Linked DNA regions of Cricetulus griseus: region 1 is linked to region 2. The links are chromatin contacts, called in public Hi-C maps. All regions are on one chromosome and are shown on one strand. Each heading gives the region's core, a stretch centred on a gene start, on an enhancer-like site or on the middle of the called end of the contact. The rest is flanking DNA. Distances are from core to core; before and after follow the strand shown.

Region 1 (6,049 bases), core at 2,377-4,876, 200 kb before region 2:
CTGCATACAGTTGTTTCTCAGAAGATGAAAACTGCAATCCAGTTTATTCCGTTTTATTAGAATGTCATGGCCATTTTTCCACTTTGTCCTGAGCTTACTACGAAGCTCCTGCCAAGATTAAGGAGAGGGTGTTAAATGATGTCTGGGGAGAGGGGGTTCTCAGAGAGTAGAATAAATCAGATCAGACAATATCTCTGACTGGAATAGTTTTAAGATAAGATGATTAGGTTGGGAAGTTGGCTCAATCAATAAAGTACCTGATGGACAATCAAAAGAGACCCAAGTTTAGATTCCAGCACCCACATTAGAAACCTGGTGTGTTTCATCAAAGTGGTAGGATACAAAATTAACTCAAAAAATATCAGTAGCCCTACTATATACAGATGATAAACATACTGAGAAAGAAATCAGAGAAACATCACCCTTTACAATTACCACAAACAACATAAAACACCTTGGGGTAATGCTAACCAAGAAAGTGAAAGACCTGTATCGTAAGAATTTTGAGGCTTTAAAGTAAGAAATTAAAGAAGATACAAGAAAATGGAAAGATTCTCCCATGTTCTTGGATAGATAGGATAAACATAGTAAAAATGGCAATCTTGCCAAAAGCAATTTACAGATTCAATGCAATCCCCATCCAAATCCCAGCACAATTCTTCACAGACCTTGAAAGAACAATAATCAACTTTATATGGAAAAGCAAAAAACCCAGGATAGCCAAAACAACCCTGTACAATAACGGAACTTCCAGAGGCATCACCATCCCTGACTTCAAGCTCTAGAATAGAGCTATAGTCCTGAAAACTGCTTAGTATTGGCACAAAAAAATAGGCAGGTAAACCAATGGAATCAAATTGAAAACCTTGATATTAACCCACACACCTATGAACACATGATTTTTGACAAAGAAGCTAAAATTATACAATGGAAAAAAGAAAGCATCTTCAACAAATGGTTCTGGCATAACTGGATGTTGGTGAGTTGAAGACTGCAGATAGATCCATATTTATCGCCATGCACAAAACTTAAATCTAAATGGATCAAAGACCTCAACATAAATCCAGCCACACTGAACCTCTTAGAAGAGAAGATAGGTGGTACCCTGAAACAAATTGGCACAGGAGACTGCTACCTGAACATAACACCAGTAGCACAGACACTGAGATCAACAATTAATAAATGGGACCTCCTGAAACTGAGAAGCTTCTGTAAGGCAAAGGACACAGTCAGCAAGACAAAATGCCAGCCCACAGAATGGGAAAAGATATTCACTAACCCCGTATCTGACATAGGGCTGATTTCCAAAATTTACAAAGAACTCAAGAAGCTATTCTCCAAAACACCAACTAATCCAATTAAAAAGTGGGGTACAGAACTAAATAGATAATTCTCTATAGAGGAGTATAAAATGGCAGAAAGACACATAAAAAAGTGCTCAACATCCTTAGCCATCAGGGAAATGCAAATCAAAACAACTCTAAGATACCATCTTACACCTGTCAGAATGGCTAAAATCAAAAACACCAAATGACAGTTTATGCTGGAGAGGATGCAGAGAAAGAGGAACACTCCTCCACTGCTGATGGGAGTGCCAACTTGTACAGCCACTTTGGAAATCAGTATGGCGACTCCTCAAGAAAATGGGAATCAGTCTACCACAAGATCCAGCAATTCCACTCCTAGCCATATACCCAAAAGAAGCACATTCATACAACAAGGACATCTGCTCAGCTGTGTTCATGGCAGCATTATTTGTAATAGCCAGAAACTGGAAGCAACCTAGATGCCCCTCAACTGAGAAATGGATGGAGAAAATGTGGTACATTTACACAATGGAGTACTACTCAGCAGAAAAAAACAATGGAATCTTGAAATTCGCAGGCAAATGGATGGAACTAGAAGAAACCATCCTGAGTGAGGTAACCCAGTCACAGAAAGACAAAAATGGTATGTACTCACTCATATATGGATTTTAGATCTAGAGCAAAGAAGTAGCAGCCTACAATCCACACTGCCAAAGAAGCTAGGAAACAAGGAAGACCCTAAGAAAGATACACATGGTCCCCAGGAGAAGGGGAAAGGGACAAGATCTCCTAAGCTAATGGGGATCATGGAGGGAGGGGAGAGGGAGTTAGAAGAAAGAGTGGAGGACAGGGGGGAACAGGAAGATCTAGTCAGGGGAGGAATGGAGGAGAACAAGAAAGGGATACCATCACAGAGGGAGCCATTATAGTTTTAAAGAAAATTCTAGCACTAGGAAAATGTCCAGAGATCTACAAGGTCGACCCCAACTAACAATCTAAGCAATAGTCGAAAGGCTACCTTGAAAGCCCTTCTCCGATTATGAGATTGATGACTACTTTATATGCCATCCTAGAGCCTTCATCCAGTAGCTGGTGGAAGCAGAAGCAGACACCCACAACTAAACACTAAGCTGAACTCTGGAATCCAGGTGCGGAGAGGAAGGAGTGATGAGCAAAGGGTCAAGACCAGGCTGGAGAAACCCACAGAAACAGCTGACCTGAACAAGGGGTCGCTCATGGACCCCAGACTGATAGCTGGGAAACCAGCATAGGACTGTACCAGAACCCCTGAAGAAAGAAGTCAGTTTGGAGATCTAGTTAATCTGTGGGGCCACTGGTAGTGGATCAGTTTTTATCCCAAGTACACAAATGAACTATGGGAGCCCTCTCCTCATATAGGGATACTCTCGCAGCCTAGACACACTGGGGAGGGTCTAGGCCCTGCTCCAAATGATATGACAGACTTTGAAGATCCCCCCAAGGAAGGCCTCACCCTACCTGGGGAGCAAAAAGGGATTGGGATGGGGGGTTAGTGGGAGGAAGGGGAGGAGGGGAGGGAGAGGGAACTGAGATTGACATGTAAAAGAAGCTTGTTTCTAATTTAAATAATAGAAAGAAAGAAAGAAAGAAAGGAAGGAAGGAAGGAAGGAAGGAAGGAAGGAAAAAAGAAAGAAAGAAAGAAAGAAAGAAAGAAAGAAAGAAAGAAAGAAAGAAAGAAAGAAAGAAAGAAAGAAACCTGGTGTGGTGGCTTTTGCCTGGAACCACCCAAACACTAGGAAGAAGAGGGAGGGAGACAGACCCCTGAAACTCATTGACAGAAGGCTACAAATCCACAAGCTTCAGTTCCGATAAGAGACTGTCACAGAGTAAAGATAGAGAGCATGGAGGAAAGACTTCACTCTGGTCTTCAAAGTCACGCATATGCACTTCCTCCCACAGGCACTGCTGCACACACACACACACAAACCAGCGCATTTCCCACACACATACAACAGAGAACACAACCAATTTTAAAAATCAAGAATGAAATTAAATAACAAAAATTAGATTATTTTCCTCAAACTTAGATTTTTTTTTCTCTAAGTGACACATAAAAAGACTTTTGAAATGAGAAATGCAAAAATAGCCTTTCTTCACACTTGAGGGTTTATACTCTGTGTGTGTGTGTGTGTGTGTGTGTTTTCATTCAAGGGCATGAGAAAAAGTGAGAAACACATCATTATGTTATCTTAGCTCTCTTGGGGCAGATTCAATCTTAGCTCTCTGCCCTCAGAAGAAAGAAGACAATTGAGCATGATGTAATCCAATGAAAACTTTGTGGTTTCTGCTGGGAATGCAATGTTCTGTGCCAACCATGCAGAACTGGGAGGGAGTTAGCGCTTCTCAAAGCACTGCAGAGATCATTTGCCAAACAATCCCACTTCGGTGCTAGCTTAGTCCCTTGGTTCCTGTGTGACCATCCTTTTCTCTAGCTGACCCGAGGACCATTCCCAACACAGGTTACACTTAAATATTTCTGGATTGAGGTCTTGCTAAAAGATAATATATGCCTGATTATAATTGAGAGGAAATAAATTTATCTAAGCAAGGGAGTTTTTGTTTTTAGTTAATCAAGCTGGTAGAGTCGTCATGTTGCAGGACTGACAGGAGAAGGAGAGGGGAGGATACAGAAGGATACAGAAGGTATTCGTCTAATTTGAGAAAACAAATAAGGTCGCTTTTGTGTTCCTGTGTTCAGAAGGGAGAAGTAAGAGAAAATAGCATGCATTGAGTTGTCTGCCATGTCCCAAACACTCTGTTAAGTTGTTTAATATTTCAACTATAACATTAACTATTCTAACCTCTTTCTGGTGAGAGAATTCCTCGGAAAAAAATTTAAAAGAAGAAATAAAAAGAAAATGATTTTTTCAATGCCAGTGCAGGCAGAAGTCTTACCATTGACCAAGCCAAAGTTCTCAATTTTTTCATAACTGTCTAAAGAGTTTGATACCAATGTTAAGTTTATTTTTTCTAACATATTTCTACATCATGCACCACAATCACACTCACTTTCCAATCCTTCCAGGTCTACCCCCATCCTTGTGATCCCCCCCCAAGAAAAGAAGAAAAGAATAGTAAGTTCAATTTGTATTGCTCATATATTCACTGGAGCATAGTCAAATTCCCAATAGTCAGTCCCTTAAAGAAAACTGAGTCCTTCCCCACCCCAGCAGAAGCCATCGATTGTGGAAAGCTACACTTCAGCATCCTTATCACAACTATTAAGAATTCTCTTTGATGGCTGTCTAGGCTCTTACTTTGGAGGGGGGTTTAAATTTTTATAGAAGCTTTCTGTGTCCCTCTCTCTCAGCTGTTGAATCTGCAGTCATAGATACTACCACAAAAGTGGCTTCCGTGCCCTTTGCAGTCAGTGGGAGCATGGATCATGAACTTCCACATGTTTTCTAGAGACAGCACAGACCACAGATATCCACATGGCCTCCAGTGTTAGCAAGTGCCACAGACCTTTTTATGATCTCTGGTGGCAGTACAGATCACAGAAATCAACATGGATATCCTGCTATTGCCCAGAGTCAGGGTCCTGGCTGCCATACACCTCCTTGCCCTCAGTGACTGCTGCCTTGAGCCTCCCAGGCACCACTGCCCCTCACTCTCCATCTCCCAGCAAGGCATGCAGCATTGGTTGCAGCCACAGCAGCCCCATATTGGGGCCAGCAGTGCCAATCCTATTCAGTAATGACCTATTTATGCCAGAGCTCCAGGCACATCTCCCTGTCATCCGAGTTGGCAGTCCCATGGCTTATTGGGTACAACCTTTATGCTTGCAGCCTGCTGGCTGAGACATGGCAGTGAAGGGTATAGATTCGTCATTCTCTACCTTGCAGGGCTCTGTTCTGCCATCTTTCTTTCCAATTTCATGAGTTCACCTTTTAAAAGCATCTTCCCATAAGACTTGCCTTCTCCTCTTCCTCCTCCTCCTCCTCCTCCTCCTCCTCCCTTCTTCCTCCTCCTCCTCTTCCTCTTCTTCATTATTCCAGAGCTACTGCAGGCTCTACAGACTCCTTTTCTGCGTGCATCACCCCTCAGAGCCTCCAGGGGTCTCTCAGACTCTTCTGAGCTCTATGGTCCATCTATGTTTTCTTCCCCAAAGTCAGCTTTAACCAAGAGCCAAAAAAAAATTTTTTTTTAATTAGAAGGCTAGAGAGATGGCTCAGCAGCTAAGAACAACTGCTGCTCTTGCAGAAAACCCAAGTTTAACTCAAAGCACCCACAAGCTCACAGCCATCCAGAGTTGGATTTCCAAGGGATCTGGTACCTTCTTTTGGTCTCTGATGGTACCTGGCACACATGTGGTGCACATACATGTGTGCAGGCAAATATTCAAACACATGAAGTAAATTTTGTAGAAATTATTTAATTAGCTAATGGTATAATGTGGTTTTAAAGTACATGGACATGGTGGCATACACATTTAATCTCAGCACTTGGGAGGCAGAAGCAGACAGATCTCTATGAGTTCAAGGCTGGCCTGGTCTACATAGAGAGTTCCCAAATAGCCTGAGCTATGTAGAGAGACCTTGTGTCTAAAAACCCTCATAAATGTGTATGTGTGTGTGAGTGTGTATGTATCTATATATTTAGAGAAAATATAGTCTATACATTTAGAGAAAGTAGGTTGTGATATATATTATGGTAATGTATTAAAGTAATATATATTACAGTCTATATTTGTCTAAGACATA
Region 2 (5,949 bases), core at 2,981-5,480:
AGGGCAGCAGATACTGGGCCTTCTGGATATTTCTTCAGCATGCATGCAGTCTTCCAGCTTGGAAGATATCGTATATACTCCAACATTATCTCTGTGAAGCCCTTCTGATCTACAAACATTCCCAACACTCCCTCTCTAATATAGCCCAATTTCCATTGCCTCCTCAGCATTGTCACTGAGGTTTAGTTTGTGTATTGTGTGCTCCCTGCCCAGAAATATATACACTATGGGGAAATGGGCCTGGTTTATAGCTTTCTCAGTTTATCTGTGATACATGACCAGACCAAGTTTCTGGTTGCCCCGTCCCAAACATCAACTTGGGGTATGTCTGAGCTGCCTCAAGGAGCACAGCTGCACACTTGCACACTTGGCTCAGGGTTTGGCCCTAACCAAGTCATGAGCTACTTACAGCTGGGCCTTTCTTTAGATCCATCACTGCCCTGGGACCCAGAAAGGCAGGTAGACAGAGAGCCAAGACAAGTGGGGTCTCAGGTCTCATCTGGAAGTGAGCCATATCCTGAGTGTTGATTTTATGATGTTGGATTAAAGGATATGCCCAGGGATGACAAGACATAAAATATGGTGGTATAGCCTAAAACAGAGCTACCAGTTCCCACAGAGCTAGCTAGTAGTTTGTTAGACTTCAGGGTGAGCTTTACAAGGGTATAGTACTTATAAAACCAGCTTTACAATCCCCAGGGGCAGATGTTGTCATTCACCCAGATTTAGATTCAAATTCTCCCTGCAGTGCAGGTAGCACCTGGGATTTGGATGCAAGTCTCCATTCCTAGGCATTTCACATCATGTTCTCTTCCTGTCTGTCCAGCCTGCTGTCTGTCTCTGGACTGTGTTCCTGAACATTGTGTCAAACATAAGAGAGAGTAGTGTGCCAGTGACACCTGACAGCTAGATTACTGCTCTGACTGATTTCTTGGGGTGGGGGACCTTGCAACTTTCAGTTCTGTACTCCTCCCTGGTCATCATCCATGATGGACTCTTAGCACTATGAGGTCCTTGCTCAGGCACTGGATACAGTAAGAAGAGGTACAGAGGCCCCTGGGAAGGCAGGAACCCCTTTGTCCCACTGACTGCATGGCTGGAGCTCAGGGTGGCTGCAAATTGAGAAGACAGGAAACAATGATCTTTTGAACAATGCTGTTCCTTCTGACCGAATACAATGGCTTCTCAGAATGTGCCAAACATCATTTCAGCTTTTAGAGCACTGACAAATACTCCTCAGGGCTGGGTGAGCAGCTGCCCCAGGAAAACAAGACATATGGACAACATTGTTGTCCTCAAAAAGAACTGAAAACGAATACTGAGAACTTACAAATATTATTGGAAGAAAAACATTTAGAATCAACATGTATGTTGTAAATAATTCTTTCACAATATGTTTTATTCTTTGTATTTTAAAATCCAGAGAATCTAAGTGAGGTGTCCAAAGTTACACAGCAGAAAAACTGGCAAGAGACTTAAGAGTGCATTTCATTTCAGACCAATGCTGGACACAGCTAGCCCTGTGATGACAGTGAAAGGCAATGCCTCAGACCTACTGACTTGGGTGACCAATCACCACGAAGGAAAATTCAGTGATGACAGTATATGGGGCTCAGGGTGCAAGAGGCCTGAGTATACATGCTCAGGGACTTATGGATTCACTCAGAGGCATCCCATGGCCCTGAGAGTGTCCTGTGGATGGATGGAGGACTTCTGGGGTGAGGAACCCCACTGATTACTGTATTCTGTAGTTTAGAAACAAGAGACTTTGAATATCACACAGATCCCTTCTTCTCTATAACCTGGTCACTTCTGTACTTTGGTCCTGCTAGTCACTGGCCCACTGAAGGGACCAGGGATGTAGATCACAGCCTACAGTCCAGCCTGGCCTCAGTCCACCCAGCCATTTCAGCCTCTCCAAAGCCATGACAGAATCAATCACAGAGGCCACAGCCTAGGAGAGGGAAGGAGGTACCTGGCATCCATGATGAATGGATATCTGAGGTTACAGAAGTCCTTTACACATTGCAAGATGCTTTGTGGATCTCTGGTTTTCCTCCTGGATATCAGTTCCACCCAATCCTAACAATCAAGGATGTGTCCAGACATGTCCCCTGGTGCCATGGGGATAATACACACACTAAAGGTGTGAGAACACAGGTATGTTCACCCTCAGGAATGCAGGTAGTCTGTCCCCTGACCCTTGAGAACTCAAGAAGGAGTCTAGATACCAGGACAGCCAGAAATGCTCACACTAAGCCGGGCATTGGTGATGCACGCCTTTAATCCCAGCACTCGGGAGGCAGAGGCAGGCGGATCTCTGTGAGTTTGAGGCCAACCTGGTCTCCAGAGTGAGTGCCAGGATAGGCTCCAAAGCTACACAGAGAAACCCTGTCTGTCTCAAAAAAACAAAAACAAAGAAAAAGAAAAGAAAAGCTAACACTACTATGCTTTGGTTATGGTTTGAGTTTCTAGTAATGGAACCTTAGCCCCCAACTTGGCAACATGAAGGTAATGGGACCTTTAAGAGGTGGGACTTAGTGGGAAATGATTAAGTCACAGGGCGCCATCTTTGGAAGGGTTGGGAGGAAACTTATTAAGTGAGCCTGCCCTCAGTCCTTCCTCACTTAGCCAAGTTTGGTACGATGGGCACTCCAGGCCTCACCAGGACCACAGAGCCAGGGGCTTTGGATGATCAGACTCACAAGTCAGATAAACTTCTGTCAAATACCCATGACCTATATATAGTTTTGCAGAAGAGATAGACTAATGTCTTACTTTGGGTTATTATTGCTGCGACGAAACACCATGACCAAAAGCATGGGGAGGAAAGGATTTTATCTGACTTCCACTTCCACATGGTAGTCCATTGTTGAAGGAAGTCAGGACAGGAACTCAACACAGGAGCCTGGAGGCAGGAGCTGATGTGGAGGCCATGGAGAGGTGCTGCTTAGCCGGCTTCCTTATAGAACCCAGGGACAGCAGCCCAGGGATAGCCCCACCCACAATGGACTAGGCCCTCCCATCAATCACTAATTATGAAAATGCTCTACAGACCTGCCCATAGCCAGATCTTATGGAGGCATTTTTCTCAATTGAGGTTCCTCTCTCTTGGATAACTAGCTTGTGTCAAGTTGACAAAACTAGCCAGCACAGCTTCACCAGACAGTTCCTGTGTTCACTGTTTCCCTGTGTGTGCCTAAAAGAGGGCCTGTAGCTACTTCTGAGTATTACATTAGGAAGGAGATGAAAGTGTTACTCTGGTGGAAACTGGTGATGGGCAAAGCACTGTGGAAAAGTGCTCAGGAGGAAGGGCATCTGAGGTTGTGGGTACAGTACTGCAGGCAACTTGTGGAGTCTTGCAATGGCACTAATGGGGTGAATGGCAAGAAAGATGTTTCCACCGGAGTGGACCAGATTGCATGAAGACTAGGAAATTGGGAAGTCTAGGCATGGATCCCTGCAGAGGCTTAGCTGAGAAGCCATGTTGGGATTGACTTTGGAAGTCCTTGCTGGCTTGGCATGCTGGCTGGCTGGCTTGCCTTGATGGCAAAGGCTGAAGAAACATTTGGTGTGGTTGTCACTAAAGTCAAAGGGGTTAAAAGGCATTTGAAGGCATTCTTGAATGTGTCTGTTGAGTCAAATCAAGACACTGAAGAATGCATGCAGATGAACTCCAGCTACATGGATGACAAGTAAATGAGATCTGCTGGAGCTGATACCTGTTTCAGGGAAGGGCACCTGCCGGGTGTCCCCCCTTCTGCTGATTCCTCAGATGCATTCCCATTGTGAGGACTTGTCATGCTGTCTCCTGATGTGTGAATGTTTGTCTTTTATAATTCAATGAAAATCTCATATAACCCGCTTCTCCCCTCCTTGCTTTAAGGCCTGGTACATGTTTGTTTATCTGTGCACAGGGCTCTGTCTATGGTTTTATTGAGGGAAAATGGGACTCTGTTCTTAAATTGCCATTTCAGAACCGATGTCCAGTTGGCATCCATTTATCTGATGTTCTACCCAGTCTGAAGTGAGTGTAATCCATAACCACTTGTTTGTCCCCAAGGCCATGGCTAGGAGAGGATATTGATTTGTAAGAGTTACTCATGCTGACCAGGGAATGGTCACTGGCCATTTAGCAAATGTCACCCAGCTGACTCAGCCTAGAGAACATTTGGTTCTTGTGGTGTCTGAGGAGAACAATAAACGCAACTCCTTCTCTCAGAGAAGTGCTTCTGGGTGTGGTCCCTACTGAAGGAGCCTTGATCTCATCTAGGAATGTGCTAAGTGCAGATGCCTCAGCCAGGCCTATGGCCTGCTCTGTCAGAAAGTCTCGAGAAAGGGGCCCAGCATGTTTCTTAGCCACCCTTCCAGATGAGTCTGATGTACATTAAATGAGAAACCAGAGCTGAGCAACAGGGCAAAAGATCAAGTAGGTGATGGCAGGAGGATCACCTTGACCCTGACTGAAGCTCCTTGCTGGAGTGCGCAGACCTTGTCTAGGGCAACCAGACTTCCTGTCTAACACTGAATCCCAAGGCAGGCTCACCCTCCCTGTGGTCAAGAGATGGGGGCGGGGGGGGGGGGGTAACCTGTGGATTCTATGCAGATAACCAGCTCGACCAAAAGAAAACTTGAGAAACAGGGTCCTCCCCAAACTCTCCAGTCAATGCCTCCATCTTCCTGGAAAGAAATGCAGAGCACATCCTAGGGCAGGGGCTGAATGCTCACCCCTGCGGGTTCTCTGGGGAGAAGGGAAGCCTCCCTACCCATGTGTTCCTTCATGTGCTTGTGGGGTTGGTGGTGATTAAGCCTTCATCTCCTCCCCTCTGCTGGTGACACTATAGGCTTTGGGTTTCTGAGCCATCAACTTCCAGCCCATTTGTCCAATGATGTGCAGAAGAGTCAGAAAAGTAGCTACTAGATCATGGTCAGTGAGCACCTGATGTGTTTGTTCTGTCTCTGTACATGGGGTGGATGGACAGTGAGTGCCTGAAGGGTTGTCTCTGCACTGGGGGCTGGACTTGATAAGCTCTGATTTGTTTCGGCATTTGAACATAAACACTTTTAATCCTCCTGGCTCTACTGTCCATCTGTGCCATCCAGCCATCTTCTGTTTAATATTAAAAACAGGCAACTTCTTTCCCTTTTCCAAGATGACACATTACAAACAAAGTAAATGTAGAAATGGAGGCGTCAGACTCACTCCTCCCATCCAGGAGCCCCTTTTACAGCAGAGGAGTAGGAAGCCCTGGCTGGAGCAATTGGTCCAAGGTCTAGTCACTAATTCCCACTCATTTATAGCAGAGTACACACTACAGGCTCCCGTCTTCCCACCCCCTGAGGAAATCCTTAGGCCTCTGCTTGCAGGAAGCCTCTCCATGGGATTACCCCTCACCCCACCACAGCCATCTCTTCTCTGATGGCTTCTGCCTGTGCAAGTCACTAGTCACTGCCAGAAAAGCTGCTCAGAAAGGTAGCACTGGCTGTGGAGAGCAGGCTTTCCTTTGAGCAGAAGACTGGAGTCTCTGGAGTCTGCAAAGAGGTGAGATTAAGGACGGCTGTGACACACAGTCCTGCAGCACTGCCAAGGTTCAGAACTCACAGCCTGATGACTCCCAGCTGCTTCCAGCCCCCAGTTTCCCCCCCCTTTTAAAACACAAAAAGTAGTAGTCTTTCAAGGACTCTGAACCCTCCCTTGCCATAGTGTGTTTCAATCTGGGGCCCAGCATATCCTTGCTTTCTGACTGAATGGTTGTGTGCCAATTTCTGTTTATGACCAAGGCCTACTGAGAAACATCAACAATTTGATAAGACAGCACCGCAAAGCACGATTATCCTTTAAGTTATAAAAAAAATGCTGATAACAAAAGACCTTGAGTGTGTGTGAGGACAGTGTTAATAAACATTTCTTGGTAGTAAACAGTATTATGTTAGATAGATAGATAGATA

Evidence for each region. A called contact is a pair of places that touch in the nucleus more often than the background predicts.
Region 1: a contact with region 2 is called in a Hi-C map of the CHO-K1 cell line, with 4 times the contacts expected there. The contact joins two enhancer-like sites. A contact is called at or near these places in 2 of 8 Hi-C or Micro-C datasets (the CHO-K1 cell line and fibroblasts).

The regions. Positions count from the first base shown.
Region 1 is chr4:164,011,793-164,017,841 of CriGri-PICRH-1.0, reverse strand. No RefSeq gene overlaps it. Among named protein-coding and RNA genes, the nearest start is that of Zc3h12c, 140 kb to the right of the region's middle. Within about 2 kb of position 3,626, at least 2 of the 6 cell types and tissues checked have open chromatin away from gene starts, as enhancers often do. A contact at or near this core is called in the CHO-K1 cell line and fibroblasts, where this site is marked.
Region 2 is chr4:163,808,357-163,814,305 of CriGri-PICRH-1.0, reverse strand. No RefSeq gene overlaps it. Among named protein-coding and RNA genes, the nearest start is that of Zc3h12c, 65 kb to the left of the region's middle. Within about 2 kb of position 4,230, at least 2 of the 6 cell types and tissues checked have open chromatin away from gene starts, as enhancers often do. A contact at or near this core is called in the CHO-K1 cell line and fibroblasts, where this site is marked.